Regions from separate parts of the Mus musculus genome. Here region 1 is linked to region 2. A link is a contact called in public Hi-C data. All regions are on one chromosome and are shown on one strand. The core of a region is the stretch at or near the end of the contact, and the rest is flanking DNA. Distances in the headings are between cores, read along the strand shown. Region 1 has its middle 44 kb from the start of Gm33404. Region 2 has its middle 35 kb from the start of Gm33404.

Region 1 (3,046 bases), core at 125-2,624, 80 kb after region 2:
GTGACAGATTCCAGGGGACCAAGATTACAAGAATAAGGCAATAAAAAGAACTTTGGAAGAAGTAAGCAAGAATCTGTACCTCAAGTTTGTTGCTTGTTTTCAAAGCTTCCCATTCAGTTGAGGAAAGACAATGGCTGCATCGAAACATTTAACAAAGCAAGATAGAGACAAGAAATCCAGACGAATGCACAGGGGAATGGCAGATGTTGAGCCGGTCAAGGGTGATAGACGCAGGGGGGGGGGGGGACACGACACGGACACATGCTGGAAATGTTAGTCCTAAGAATGACAATTTGCTGTAATTTTGCCCTGGTGAACAAAGCCAGCCATGAGCCAATCCAGAGTCCCTGTTGGTGAGCAAATTATACGTGAAAATATAATGCTCTGATAACCATTGCCAAACTAGACACCAAATAGCTCTTGGATGAAAGGTCTAGGTTTTTAGTGACAGTCAGCTGGCTGGTAGGTAATTTTTCCCCCCAGAAACAGTCTCAACTCTCTTGATTACAGGAAACTAAGATTGAACATTTTATTAAGAACATTAATTTTCCCCAGAACTAAATTCTAAGCTTCAACTTTGAAAGTAATTCCATCCTAGAATATATTTAGGAGCTGTTTGCTTTGACAGTAGAGGCACCCATGCCTTCCATGAACTTGTTGCCACTACAAGACAAAACAGGCTGCAAAACTCCTATCGCCTTGTATAAACTTTTGGCCAGAGATCATATCTCAACTCCCATATTCTTTCTCTATGAAGGACAGCCCTGTGTAACAGACGTATTGTGATCAGAGGTAGATACAGGTAACAGTGATTCTACAGCTTGTACACTTTAGAGAGCACTGTGGGAGGAGAACACACAAAATGTGGGGGCTGGACAGATGGCTCAATGATCAAGAGACCTGGCAGCTCATCCAGAGAAGCCAGATTCAGTTCCCAGAATACACAGTGTCTCACAGTCATCTCTAACTCCAGTGCTGGAGGAGCTGATGGCATCTTCTGACCTCTGTGAGCACTCGGTGTGCACATGGTACACAGACATACACCCAGGCAAATAGTTCATACAAATAAAATATAAAATAATATTCTTAAATACAAATCTTTAATAAAAATAGATATAACTTAGCTACTTATGTAAGATAGGAAAATTATCAGAGGAAATCCATGGATCCTAGGTGTTAAGTAACTATTACTTCCTAATTGAAATATCCTCTCTGAGAAGGAAGAGAAAGGCTCCTAAGACTCATTAAGCTAAGAAAACTTTTAAGACTCAGAAAGCTATAAGCTTTACAAGATGCCTCCCTAAGGTTACGAAAGCAGTAAACACTGTCTCAGGAGAATATTTTATTTGGCCAGAGGAACCACCCGGAAGTCACACAGGAAGCTTCAGGGACGCAGCTGTCACAAGTTATCATCCATGCTGGGGTGGGGTTTTCTAATGATGTAGCTGCGCCCTGAGGAAATCATACTTCTCCAAGTTATCTTTCACCCATGCTCCCAGAAGTAATCTCTGTGAACTGACTGGTTCATTAAGTTAGACTCCGATAGAGCCTTTTCTTTGGTCTGTTTCCAGTGCCTCGAGTGGATGAATACATGTTCGCTCACAGCTCCCCAGGAAAAGCCACAGGATGCTTGTTCTTCAGAAACCTCTTAACCATAAATGGGTTTGTGGCAACGTTTTTCCACCTGCATCCTGGCCTGCCCTCCCCACCAACGACACAGTGACTCCCTGCATCTCTGTGCTACCCAGGCTCAAACTTTGAACTCTGTTTACTACCCAGTAGGTCAGCCTCTGACCCGGCTCCTCTTGTAGCTAGGCTCACTTATTGCCCCCAAGTACCACTCTTACTCTGGATAGTCAGAGTACCCAGTCACCCTGCCCTGGTTTCATACATTTTATTTGGCAATTTGCTTTGTCTATGGCTAGACTCAACAACCACCTGTTGACCAAGAGGTGGGAAGCACCGTGCTGCTATGGAGATGAACTTTCTAGTAAATGGCCGTAATATCTACATATTTTGAGGAAGTGAGTCCTCATTTGTTCATTTATTTTTATGTTGTTTACTATAAGAATTGCCGATGTGCTAGGACCTGAGCAAGAGATCAAGTGACAGAGCCACATCAAGGAAACTGGTATTTCCACTTCTCTCAGGTGAGAACCTGAGTCACTGGAACCTGCTAAGTATCTGCCAATAACAGAGCCAGGGTATGAGAGGTGAGCCTATGTTTTTTAGAGCCAGAGGTTTAACCACCTGGCTAACCATCTAGCAAGAGCCTTCTCTTTTTTGATGCAGACACATACAGACAGACACACTCACTCCAATAATAGATGCTTATGGGCTGCAATTTACAGAGCATTTCTTTCGAAATTGTATCGTCCATCTTCTAATAACCCTGTGAAACACAGGGGAGAAGGGAGAGGAACAAGCCAGGTCTACACTGTCAGCCAGCTGGGGCCTGGAGAAAACCCCTTTTTGGCAGAATGGGGAGAGTTCTGATTAAATCATTTGTAAGGCGCTCTGCTGTCCTTTGAACATCCCTCTGGCAACTCCAACCATATATCCCTTCCCACAGGCCCCTTTGTCATGTGAGTAGAATCGGAGGAGGCAACTGAGCAGGAAGAAAAGGAAGGGAGAGATTGATGGCGGGGTTTGAGTCTATTCAGAGGCAGGAGCAAATGTGCAGCCACGAAGAAACTTAAAGCTTTTTTGGCCAAAAGCCCTGAAGCTGAGGAGTTCACTAGATGCCGGGATTTGTTTCCGCTCAGCCAGCTGCCAGCGAGCAAGCTTCCTGAGCTCTGTCCTTGTCAACTAGGGGCTGTGAAATTACCCCCTTCCTCACCTCCCCCAGTTCTCAGCTCTCCCCCCAGCCTTTTCTTTCTCTTTCCAGGTACTAAAGACATACTGTACATGGTAGGTACTAAGCATGGTACTAAGCACCATACTGTACATGGTAAGTACTAAGCACCCCCATAAGTACCAGCTTCTAGACATTGCTTCTTAAGAGACTAGAGATGCAGATCGGGGAAGGATGGACTTGCAAAAGGCC
Region 2 (3,150 bases), core at 177-2,676:
ACGAACACATTCAACACTTCCCTCTGCTATTCAGATGGATTACACAGTATTCAATCTTGCCACCTATTTTCATTTGTTTGCTTATTTGATTTTTGTTTCTGAGATATTTGCCCAGGCTGGCTTTGCCCAAACTAGCTGACACTCTGACCTTGATCCTCCTGCTTCCCTGCTCCTAGTGTGGGACTAGAGGCATGCACTACCATACCTGGCAGATGTGTGTGTGTGTGTGTGTGTGTGTGTGTGTGTGTGTGTATGTGTGTGTGTGTGTGTGTGTGTGTGTGTGTGTGTGGTGTGTCCTCCTGTGTGTGTCTCTATGTGTGTGTATACCTGTTCATATGATTACATGTATGTGCATGTGTATGGTATGCATGTGTGCTTGTGTGTACCTGTGCATGTGAAGGCTAGAGGAGGACCTTAGTCCATTCCACAGGAAGCTTTGTTCACTTTGTTTCTTTCTTTGTTTGAAGGGTCTCTTACTGACCTAGAACTCTTCCAGAGTGGCTAGGCTGGCTGCTAAGCCAACCTCAGGGATCTTCCTGTCTCTGCTTCTCCATGCTTGGGTAATACGCATGCGCCCCATGCCTGGCTTTTTCACATGGATTCTGGAGATTGGACTCAGGTCTTTAGGCTTTTGCTGTAAGCTTTCTTCACCCACTGAGCTCAGTAACGGCTGCCTCACTGCCTCGATGCCTCCCTGCCACTTCCTGTGTGGTGTTGAAACTGATTAGCATTCGAATGTGCAGTTAGACCACAGTTTATCCAGGCTCCCATTGCCAGACACTTGTACTTCTTACTATATATTGGCTAAAATAACTTTTGCACACCTAACATTTTTACATATGTACATTTTAATCTACAGACAAGATTCTAGAGGAAGGTCTGGTGCATATGTAGTTTTCCTCACTATGAGCAGCTCTCCCCTTATAGAATTCCAGTCTGTGATTTGTGGCACTTCTTCCTGTGTCCAGAACCTTGCCAATGGTGTGCTGTTTAATGTGGATTTTGACACACACACACCCTTCACTACTAAATCTACAAAATCATTTCCTTAGCTGGACCTTTTTCTAGCTTTTCTAGTCTGTTTTATGGTCTGTTTGTCCACTCAGATACCCACATCCCACTGTTTTCATTACTGAAGTTGTAGAACGCCATTGCTCTTGAGAAGAGGCTAATTTGCCCTCACTAATGTTTGTCCTCAGAAACGCCCTTGGTCGCTCCAGTTTGTCTAAGTTTCCGTGTGAACTTCAGAACCAGCTTTCTTGGTTTGTGGACAACTGGATTAAATTTACAAACTAAAGAAAGTTGGCGTCTTTGTGACTTTTATTCTTCCTCAGAGCACGGCATATTACTTGCATCTGCTGGGCTCCAGTCTTGTGTGGCTTGCGTCATTTCTGATCTCACACCAACTGCTGTACAAAGGCCAGGAGATGACGGATAGCAAGTTAGAGTGACAAACAGGAAACAGATTTGTCTGTGCAAAAGTCAAGGGGCTTCTGTATTCTGGCCGCACAGGAAGGGTTAAGATTATACCCCGAAGGAAAAAGGAGGAGAAAAACATTGTCTCAGCTTGATGCTTCCTGTTGGCTATTTCAGTCCATTCTCGCTTTACAGATCATAACAAGGCCATGAGAAAGAATGCCCTTGGGATTAATTTACCCAGAACTGCAAACCACGGGTTACCATATGCCTCACACAGGAGCTTCAACAAATGCTAGAGGTTATAGTGTTAATGAATATGAAAGTGAAGAAAATATCATATATATGAAGTCAATTGTCAAATATCTTAGAATTCACAATTCAACCCTCTGTCAGCCGGCTTCTGAAGCCCGGACTGGATACTGTCTGATTCTCTCCTGGGGAAGTTCTCTTAGGTCAGTTCGCTTTGACAATGTTTATCAACCATCTGCTCTAAAAACCTTGAATATTAAACTCCCATTCCTGAAGTTATGCTAGGGAAAGCGTAATAATTTGTAAATTAAAAAAAGACGGTCATGTCACGTGAGCATGAGAGACGTAAAGGAGATGTCAGCTGATGTGACAGATTCCAGGAAGGCGTAGAGTGAGGTGAGTTCCAGGAGCCTTACTCAGTGGAGTAACAGCTGTTGGGCTCAATCCTCTCCTCTGTGTCCCCTCTCTTCCAGTCCCTGGCTCTCTCATCCTTCTCTCCTCTCCATTTCTCTCTGCTTGAAGTTCTCAGGCTGGCTGTTCTGGGAGCCCAGGCTGACATGGTAGCTCCAGGATTACCCACCTCACCTGGGTTCTCTCCAAGGAACTTCTGATGAGTTATGCTTCAGCCTCTCTCAGCAAGGTAGCCAAAGGATGGAGGGGGTGTATGATAAGTAGGATCCCTCACCCAGCCCAATACCTGTCCCCTAATCACATGGCTGAAGTCCAGGAAGAGCAATGGTTCATTTGCTGAGGGCTTAACCTTTGAGTAGTGCTGGGGACAAAGAAGCAGACACGGCAATGGTAGAAGTAAATGGGAACCCAGCCCCTCTCTGGGCTATCATGCAGACACTTAAAAATGCCTCTCAATATTAATATGACATAATAACGTGGGGAGGGGTGGTGAGGTGGTTGTTCTTCTAGAGGACTCAGGATTGGTTCTCAGCACCCACCTGATTGGAACTCCAATTCCAGAAGATCTGCTCTCCTCTTCTAAGCTCTGCGGGCGCCAGGCACTCACATAGTATACAGACACATGTGCAAGAAAAACACTGAAACACATAAAGTAAAATAAAAATTATAAACAAATGACATGGGAAAATGTTATTTCGTGGTAATAGATGAAGAATATACAGTAGCCGACTGTATGAATACAGTTCTGTAAAATCTAGGTGTAAAATCGGAACAGTGAACATACTAAACTTTAAAACCTGCATTAAACGTGAACACTATTCTTAGGGGGATGTGGTAATTGCTGATTTTTCTCTCATCTTCTTCCTCTGCATTATTATTGCTTTTGTTGTGGCATTTGTTTATACCTCCCTCTCTGCTGTCTCTTCTGGAAGTCTTTTTTTTTTTTTTTAGTGTTTATTTTTCAGGCTGGAGAGAGCACTCAGTGGTTAAGAGTACATACTGAAGAACAGAATTTCCTTCCCAGCACTCACATGGGACAGCTCCCAAGTGCCTGTAACTCGAGAGCCACGA

What was found. A called contact is a pair of places that touch in the nucleus more often than the background predicts.
Region 1: a Hi-C map of pro-B cells shows a contact between it and region 2, with 2.7 times the contacts expected there. The contact joins two enhancer-like sites. A contact is called at or near these places in 1 of 39 promoter capture datasets (the C10 cell line), 2 of 15 datasets of contacts at CTCF or cohesin (large pre-B cells and pro-B cells) and 5 of 484 Hi-C or Micro-C datasets (the 63-12 cell line, the C10 cell line, cumulus cells and 2 more).

The regions. Positions count from the first base shown.
Region 1 is chr1:166,898,042-166,901,087 of GRCm38.p6, forward strand. No RefSeq gene overlaps it. Among named protein-coding and RNA genes, the nearest start is that of Gm33404, 44 kb to the left of the region's middle. Within about 2 kb of position 1,375, at least 45 of the 459 cell types and tissues checked have an H3K27ac peak or open chromatin away from gene starts, as enhancers often do. A contact at or near this core is called in the 63-12 cell line, pre-B cells and pro-B cells, where this site is marked.
Region 2 is chr1:166,818,170-166,821,319 of GRCm38.p6, forward strand. No RefSeq gene overlaps it. Among named protein-coding and RNA genes, the nearest start is that of Gm33404, 35 kb to the right of the region's middle. Within about 2 kb of position 1,427, at least 60 of the 459 cell types and tissues checked have an H3K27ac peak or open chromatin away from gene starts, as enhancers often do. A contact at or near this core is called in the 63-12 cell line, pre-B cells and pro-B cells, where this site is marked.